2 separate regions of the Callithrix jacchus genome follow, and region 2 is linked to region 1. The links are chromatin contacts, called in public Hi-C maps. All regions are on one chromosome and are shown on one strand. Each heading gives the region's core, a stretch centred on a gene start, on an enhancer-like site or on the middle of the called end of the contact. The rest is flanking DNA. Distances are from core to core; before and after follow the strand shown.

Region 1 (4,010 bases), core at 472-2,971:
ATTCCCTCTTTCCTGAAAGCCAATAGAATTCTAAATTTTTTCCACATGAGACTGTGGGCTTTTGGGGAAAAAGAAAAGCAAACATATGGCTCTCAGAAAATCAAATCTGCCTTGTGAGATAAAAACCTCCCTCCTTCTCCCCCACCCTCCCAACTAACCCACAGTATAACATTCTTTGGAGTTTCATTTTACATTTTGGGGCTGGGACAACAGACACACATGTGTGCTTGCCTTGATTGGTCGTAATACATTGCAAAAAATCCTTCTGCAACCCCTCTCTTCCAGAGTGGTTTTTTCCTTCCTCAGCTATTCCCCACGGATAACATTAGCTCCCTTTTTAATTCCTTTCCCCTCGCTGCTTGCTCTGATGTTACTAACCAACCCCCAGTGGATATGCAGAGGCTTATTTGGTGTCACATGTAATAGATAAAACAGCGGGGGCTTCTAATCAGAAAATGTTTTTCAGGCTGCAAAAGGCTACAGAAAACTACAAAGCTGCCAGTATGGTCCAGAGTTTATTAATACATATTTGGCACAAGTTTGGCACACACCGCCACCCTGTCCCCCACGGGGGATTAGTTACATGTTTATAGACATAGCCCACGGTGGGAGGGGCAAAGAAAGAGCCCCCTTCCCAGGAGACTCCTGCAAAGCGTGTGCTTTTATCTGAGGCCCAGAGACATCCAGGTAGTAGGCGTCTTCACGTGGGCACAGCGTTAGAGTCTGCTTGAGTCTTCCTCCTATTCTACTTTTTATATTTATTTATTAGTTTATTTTTGTAGAGACGGGATCTTGCTCTGTTGCCCCAGCTGGTTTCAAACTCCTGGGCTCAAGTGACCCTCGCACTTTGGCCTCCCAGAGGGTTAGAATTAGAGGAGCGAGCCCGGCTTGCAGTGGTGTTTTTAAGAGGCCACCAATTCCTTTACACACTCCCATCAAGAGGTGGGGTCAGCATCTCCTCAGGTAAAATGTGGGCTCTGTGACCCTTCCCACGAAGTGAGTGCAGTGGGCGGACACTGTGGCCTTCCAGGGCTGGGTCAGAAGGGGCCAGGCCCACTCCATCTGCAGCTTTTGGGGTGCTCGCCGCGGCCCCTCTTTTGGATACCCCTCAGGAGGAAGCTTCCACATTGCAAGGAGCCGGGTCTCATGAAGAGGCTGCGTGGAGTGCTCTGGTTGACCATCCTCCAGCCTCCAGTCACAGGCCCCGGCATGCAAATGAGGCCACTCCCTTGCAGACACAGCTCCCAGCCCCAGCTCACACAGCGCTCAGCCATTGGCGTCACCCTGGCCGTTGAAGTCTTCCCTACAGCGCTCCAGACACAGCAGAGCAGGGAAGAGCGGGGCCCACAGGTTCTGCGAACGTAACAAGGCAGCCGTTTCTGCCCCTGAGTGTGTGTGGGGTGGTTGCAAGCAGAGCCCACGGCCAGGTGAATGCTGAGCATTTAAATGGCCCTGAGTACATTCCAAGAGCTAGACCTCCCTGGCGCCCTGGCTGTACTGCCCACACCTCATCGAATCTATGGGGCCAGACTGCAGAAAAGACTCCTTGTCCATTGTTAAAACTATGCGGAAAGAACCAGACTCTAAGGCAGTCAGCACTGACTCGCTCCCACTCTGAATGAGGCCTGCAGTGACCTCCTACTCAACCTGCCCGTCCCTCCTGGGCCTCTCTGGCCTCCTCTCCTTCCACCTTCCCTCACTCACTCCCCAGCAATGCTGGCCTCCTCTCTGGCCCCACATGGACCAGATATGCTCCCACCTCAGGGCCTTTGTTCTCCAATCCCCTGCCTGGACTGTCCCTCCTTGTGTATTTGCTGGCTGCCTCCCTCAATTCCTTTAGGTCAGGGAAGCCCTGACCACAGACTGGTACTGTCCCTGGCCTGTTAGGAACTGGGCCACAGCTTTAGATTCTCCTAGGAGCGCGAGCCCTATTGTGAACTGCACATTTGAGGAGTCTAGGTTGCACCTTATGAGAGTCTAATGCCCAATGCTGGGAGGTGGAACAGCTTCATCTTGAAACCATCCTCCCCCAATCCCCAGTCCATGGAAAAATCATCTTCCACGAAACTGGCCCCTGGTGCCAAGAAGGTGGGAAACCAGTTCTTCAGGTCTTTACTCAGAGCTGCCTCCTCTCTCCAAAGGGCAAATCCGCACCCACATCCTTCACTTACGAGACTCCTGGGCAAATCCGCACCCACATCCTTCACTTACAAGACTCCTGTTCTACTTTATTTTTCTCTTGAATACTTGTCACTATCTAAATATTCTTCTTTTCCTGTTTTTGTTGTGTGTTACGCCTTTCCCACTAGAGCGTAAGTTCATTGTGCACAGAAATACACCCCCAGGGCCTAGAAGAGTACCTGGCACAGGGAAAGTCGGCAGTCGACATCCGCTGAGGAAGTAAATGAATACTGTGTAACAAAGTTATGCTTTTGCTCTTATCCTGAGAAACAAACAGAATATTGCCTATCACAATAAAAATTTGTTAAGTGAATAAACAGGAGCCACGCAGAACGGCTGGTTATCACTGCCTTAGAAAACAATACGAATTCCATCCTGCCGAGATCTCCTCCAACCTCCCTCTCCAGCTTCACTGCCTGCCTCTCTCTGCCCAACCGGCGCGGGTATCCCCTGGTTCAGTGCACTGAAGCCTGGCTCCTGCCAGGTCCTCTGCCTAGGAGGTCCTGCATCTACCTCTTTGTTAATTTACACCCTGTTTGTCTTTTCAGGACCAGCTCAGGCACCACCTAGCTAGAGTCCCTTTGACCTCTGGTGAATTCCACGTACACTTCTCCCAGGTCCTGAGGTCCCTGCGTATCTGTCTCACCTCCTTGGTTGGTCTGAGTCCCAGGGAAGAGCAGGTGCTTCACTGCCTTATTCTTATTTGTAATCCTTACCCCCTTCACTCATAGGCAGCTGCAGGTACTGATGGGATCTGGAGAAGCTGGGGATGTGTTGGAGGGAGGGAGTGAGAGGAGGTCAGAACTCCATGTTCATCCGATTCTGTCCGGGTTTGAGAATAGGAGTAGAACTAACTAACATGCCCCTATAACAGTGAAAAGAACACAGGTCTTGGGATCAAAGAGCCTGGTCTCATGTCCTAGCTAAGTCTCCTTAGACAAACCCTTTACCTTTCCCAAGCCTGGGTTTCTTCATCTAGAAAAATGTTTATGCCACAAGGATATTGCTTGGATGAAAGAATATCATTCTTGGGGTTGGGGGGAGTGCAAACTGAAAAGCACTATGCAAATGTAAACGAACTTGCAAAACTTAGGGCCTCTAACTGGTGAAATTAACAAGCATGCGGCTCAGGTTGCTGCCAGAGGGTGGCAGCAGCAGGCAGGGACTTTGGCCCTCAGTCCTCTGAAAGAAGCAATCCTAGAAGCTGCCGGAAGGGATACATTCACTTCTAAATAGGGGTTGCCCTGACTGTGAAGCGATGGAGTGGGATCCGGCCAGGGCTGAACCAAACCCCAGAAGCCTTCCTTTGAGTGATCTTCCCCGGATTTTTTTATGGCCACCCTCACCATCACAATGCTGTCCTGACGTTTCTGGCAAACGGTGTAGGTTTTTGGTTGCTGTTGAGCTTAAGTGAGCAGGCCAAATTATAACTCCTTACCCAGACCACCGTGTTATTGATTTTTAATTTTCATTTTTGTAGAGACAAGGTCTCACTATGTTGCCTAGGCCGGTCTTGAACTCTGGCCTCAAGTGATCTACCGGCCTTGGCCTCCCAACATGTTGGGATTACAGGCATAAGCCACGGCACCCCGCTGCACCTCACTGTTTCAGACATGACTGAACTGAGGCCCACAGAGGTTGCTTTGAAGATCACACAAATGCTAAATAGGAAAAAGTTAGAATTCGCATTTTTAAGCTTGGGGTTTTTTTTAGCTTGAATTCCATTACATCATCACTTCTTTCACCTGCTTGTTCAGTTATTCATACAGCCAGCGTTTTTTGGGTTCTTGCAGCTGGTTGGAGAGCTGCATAGACTTCCCACTACTTAG
Region 2 (4,010 bases), core at 909-3,408, 320 kb after region 1:
TAGCCTCGAACTCCTGGGCTCAAGCCATCCTCCCACCTCAGTCTCCTGAGTAGCTAGGACCTCAAGTGCCACCACCACACTCAACAGGCATCAAAATGAATTTTTAAAATGTTTCCAGTTATCATCTTTCATCCAATCTCAAACTTATTTTTTTCAATCTTGTAAATATGATCAGGTGGAATAAGTTGTCCAGGGACTTAACATTTTGATTTACTATATCCTAAATTTACGGAAGAAAAATTCCTCCTGTCTGTGATTTGGCCATGCATACTTTTGCGGGGCTGGACTGGAGACACTGACTTGGGTGCTTGCAGAGGAGCTTCTTCCTTAATGGGCTATTTAAGAGGTCCTGATTTTCCCTTGTTTTAAAAAGTATTCAAGAAAGAATTCATTACCATGCCCCGCTTCCTGCAAATCCCGTATTCATGGTGTACGACTTCCAATACAGCATCTGTTAAACACGCACATACATCAGTTGCAAGAATAACAATCTCGGAATAATGAAAACGCCTCTACCTATTTGTTCTTTGTCCCCGTTTTATCTCTAAGTTCCTCTAAGTTTCAGAAGGGGAGTTATGTATAAATGAACTCCACTTGGAAATTCCGTTTTTCTCTAGTCTTAGAGAGTTACTGCTAACTCCATTCATTTTGACATTTAAATACTATTTTATGTTGTTATTTAAGTGTTCAATATGCACTAGTTCAGAATTCTCAAAATACTAAGTTTCTTGTGGTTAGAATAGTTGTTTCAAACTTTGTGTGTATAAATGAATATTTTATATTTCTCAAGCACCTAGTCCACATTGAGCATAAAAAATGTATTTAATAGGTACCGTTTAATTAATAAATGATACCTCAGTTTCGTCTCCCTTCCTCCAGATCCCCGTAACATCTACCTTCATCACGTTGCCCAGATTTTCTAGACATTACAGATTTTCTGTTCTACGGCCCCCATAAGAACGTTGCAGGTGCCATGCCATGTGTCTGGGACATATGGTCCTCAATAGCTTGTAATATGAAACTATTTCTATTGCAATAAATCTAGTATCTATTTCTCCCTTTTTGTTTACTAATAGTTTTGATTACATCTTCAAATTTTAAAAATCGAGGATGAAGTTACATAGAAGGGGGCAGTTCCCTTCTATGTAACTTCATCCTCGATTTTTAAAATTACAAAAGCATATTAATTAGTAAAAAAAAAAAAAAAAAAAAGTCTGACAATACAAAATGAGAAAGCAAAATTCGCCTTCACCAAAAGTCATCTATTTCCCCCTCCGTGGTTTCCACGTTGAGGCTTGTAACTTGGGGCTTCCACGCTGGACGAGCCCAAAGAACATCCAGCACACACAGGAAGCAGCTGCGCGGCCAAACGGCGCTGAGACCGGCGCACCTGTCCGAGGACCGCCCACTCGCCAACTCTTTGACCTTGGATGAGTCTCTCAAACTTCTTCGAGTCTCGGGATCTTCCATAAAACGCTGAACTGAGTGAGGAGAGCCGTGTAGGCGTAATCACTTTGTGAAATTTACAGCAAGAGGCAAACTGAAAAGCACTGTAGCGGCTCCTCGAGAAGTCGTCGTGCCCGCATGTGAGAGCCTTTTCAGTTCACCGCAGCAGCTTCCAAGGCCCTTCCACCAGCCCCGCCGCCGCGGTTTCTGCACCGCAAATCTCGCGGCTCGGCCCGCAGCGCCGGCTCTCCCCGGCCTCGCACCCCAGCGACGGAGCGCGGAGCTCAACGCGGACCAGCGCCAGCCCGGGTCAGACACACCCGCGAAGCCAGGGCCGTTCAGCGGCTGCTAACGCGCTCCCCCTAGGGCCGCCTCTCAGTTTTAAACGTAAGCAAGAGTTACCTTTCCCTCTTCCAAGATCCGCAAATCGAAACTTCCCTTCTTCCGGAAGCCTCGCCAGCTCCTAAGCATCCACGAGCCTCAGCCACGCCCCAGCCGGCAGACGCCGGGTCCTCCACGCCCCCTCGCTTTGAATTTGATTTCGGCGCCCGCCTGACCTGAGGGCGGCTGTGATTGGTTGGAGGTGGGTGAAGGCGAAGGGCGGAGAATTATATTATTGAGGGGGGGGAGAAATTAAGACTGCAGGAGCTGAGTGATGATTGGTTCCTGAACAAAGAGGGCGGAGTAAAAGGCGGAAGCAGGAACTGGGGGCGGGGCTTTGTGAAACTTGGGGGACCCAGCGGGATGGAAGTAGTTAGGTGTCCGGAGCACGGTAAGGGGTCAAGGTCTCATCCTCCCCTAGGTCCTGTCCATGTAGCGTGGCGTAATCGTTGTTCACTTTCTCCTCTCCTCAGGGACTTTCTGCTTTCTCAAGACCGGCGTCCGCGATGGCCCGAATAAAGGAAAGAGCTTCTACGTGTGCCGGGCAGACGCGTGCAGCTTCGTGCAGGCCACCGAGTAGGTCTCGAGCTGGGCCCCACTCCCTGTGGCCGCTCGGGACTTCCGGAGAGGAGCTGCTGGCTCCCTGCTGTCGGGCGCCACAGGGACAAGGAGTGGTGGGGCCCTGGTCTGCGGTGTCAGACCCTTTAAGCAGTTGATAATCCCAGGGCAGCGTGGCATGTTCGGAAGACGCCCAGCTAATTCTGCCTGTGTGACCTGAGGCTGGTTACTCTCCCTCTCTGGGCCGACAGTTCCCTCTTGTGTAAATCTGAGGCTCCGGTGTTGACTCCCTTCTCGTGCCCAGACATTCCCACCCCCTTTAAAGGAGTAAGGAAACACAGCAGACAGTGGAAAATAATTGGTCCTTATTTTGCACTAGTTTTAGGTCCAACTGTTTTTTTAATGTTTGAGTTTAAAACACTCTAGTGATCAGTTGGTAGCCTTTTTATTTTCAAATAGGATTCTCTGCATCTAAATGGTGAAATTGATAATTCAAAGAAATCAGCGCTGGAAGAAACAACGGAGTGGCTGACTCCTGTAATCCTAGCACTTTGGGAGGCCAGGGCGAGCGAATATGAGCCCAGCAGTTCGAGACCAGCCTGGGCAACATGATGAAACTCCTTCTCTACGAGAAATTTAAAAAATTGTCTGGGCTTTGTGGCACACGCCTGTAGTCCCAGCTACTCAGGAGGCTGAGGTGGGAGGAGAGAGTCAGAAATGTTAAGTATCTTCTCTAAAGTGAGGAAAGTTAATACTTTGTAAAATGTTAATGTTTTCACATTACCAAGTGCCTACATTTTCTATGTGGATTTTAAAACTATCATCACATTAACCAGCAGTTGTCTATTCAGCAGAACTTGGTAAAGTTCTTTTCCTCCATGTCAGATGTAAAGAACATAATGGATATCAGTATTAGAAAAGTGACCTTACAACATGTGTATTAACTTCTCATGTTTCATGAGTTAAATGATTTACACTGAGCCTCTCAGATACAGTACCCAGGTCAAGTTTTGTGAAATAGAAGCATTTTTACGTTTTGCAGGAATTAAGCATTCATGGCTGCATAAGATTTGGTTTTACATTAAGAGAAGTATTCTTATTTAGGGTCCCATCTACACAGATGCTTTGCTGTACAAACTAGTACGGTGATATTGGAAGACAATTATTTGGTAAACTTGATTTATTTGGAATATATCTGATAACCAATATATAGGCCAAAAAAAGTGCCACGGGTTTAGTACTTTAGATCTTCACTCAAAGCTGTTTACTTTCAGATGTTACATATATTTAAAATGTTTGATAGTAGTAAGGTGGAAGGGAGTGATTAAAAACCTTATACAAAGCCAGAAGCATGTAGTGGGTGTTGTTAGAGGCAGGCATGTGAGTAACACTAAGTGACAGCTATCAGGTCATTGAAGGGAAGGGATGAAGGAAGAGCCTGGGCAAAATTATACAGGGCCTCACAGCCAGCCCTAAATATGTCCTTCTTAGGGGTATCACATGTAGAGGTTACACAGTGCAGTGAATTTTAAACTTTTGAGTCATCAAGAAATGTAGTTATGCTTTCTTTTTTTTTCTTTTTGAGATGGAGTTTTGCTCTTGTTACCCAGGCTGGAGTGCAATGG

Evidence for each region. Hi-C and Micro-C count contacts between places; a contact is called where the count stands out from the background.
Region 2: a contact with region 1 is called in a Hi-C map of induced pluripotent stem cells, with 2.9 times the contacts expected there. The contact joins the promoter of TTF2 here to the enhancer-like site in region 1. A contact is called at or near these places in 3 of 3 Hi-C or Micro-C datasets (induced pluripotent stem cells and skeletal muscle).

The regions. Positions count from the first base shown.
Region 1 is chr7:154,753,275-154,757,284 of calJac240_pri, forward strand. No RefSeq gene overlaps it. Among named protein-coding and RNA genes, the nearest start is that of CD2, 11 kb to the right of the region's middle. Within about 2 kb of position 1,722, at least 4 of the 16 cell types and tissues checked have an H3K27ac peak or open chromatin away from gene starts, as enhancers often do.
Region 2 is chr7:155,070,854-155,074,863 of calJac240_pri, forward strand. TTF2 (transcription termination factor 2) reads left to right here and starts at 2,159. Exons shown (of 25, transcript XR_013520367.1): 1 at 2,159-2,218; 2 at 2,301-2,403. It overlaps LOC144577085 (a long non-coding RNA gene), which reads right to left and starts at 1,885. Exons shown (of 3, transcript XR_013520368.1): 1 at 1,849-1,885; 2 at 396-451.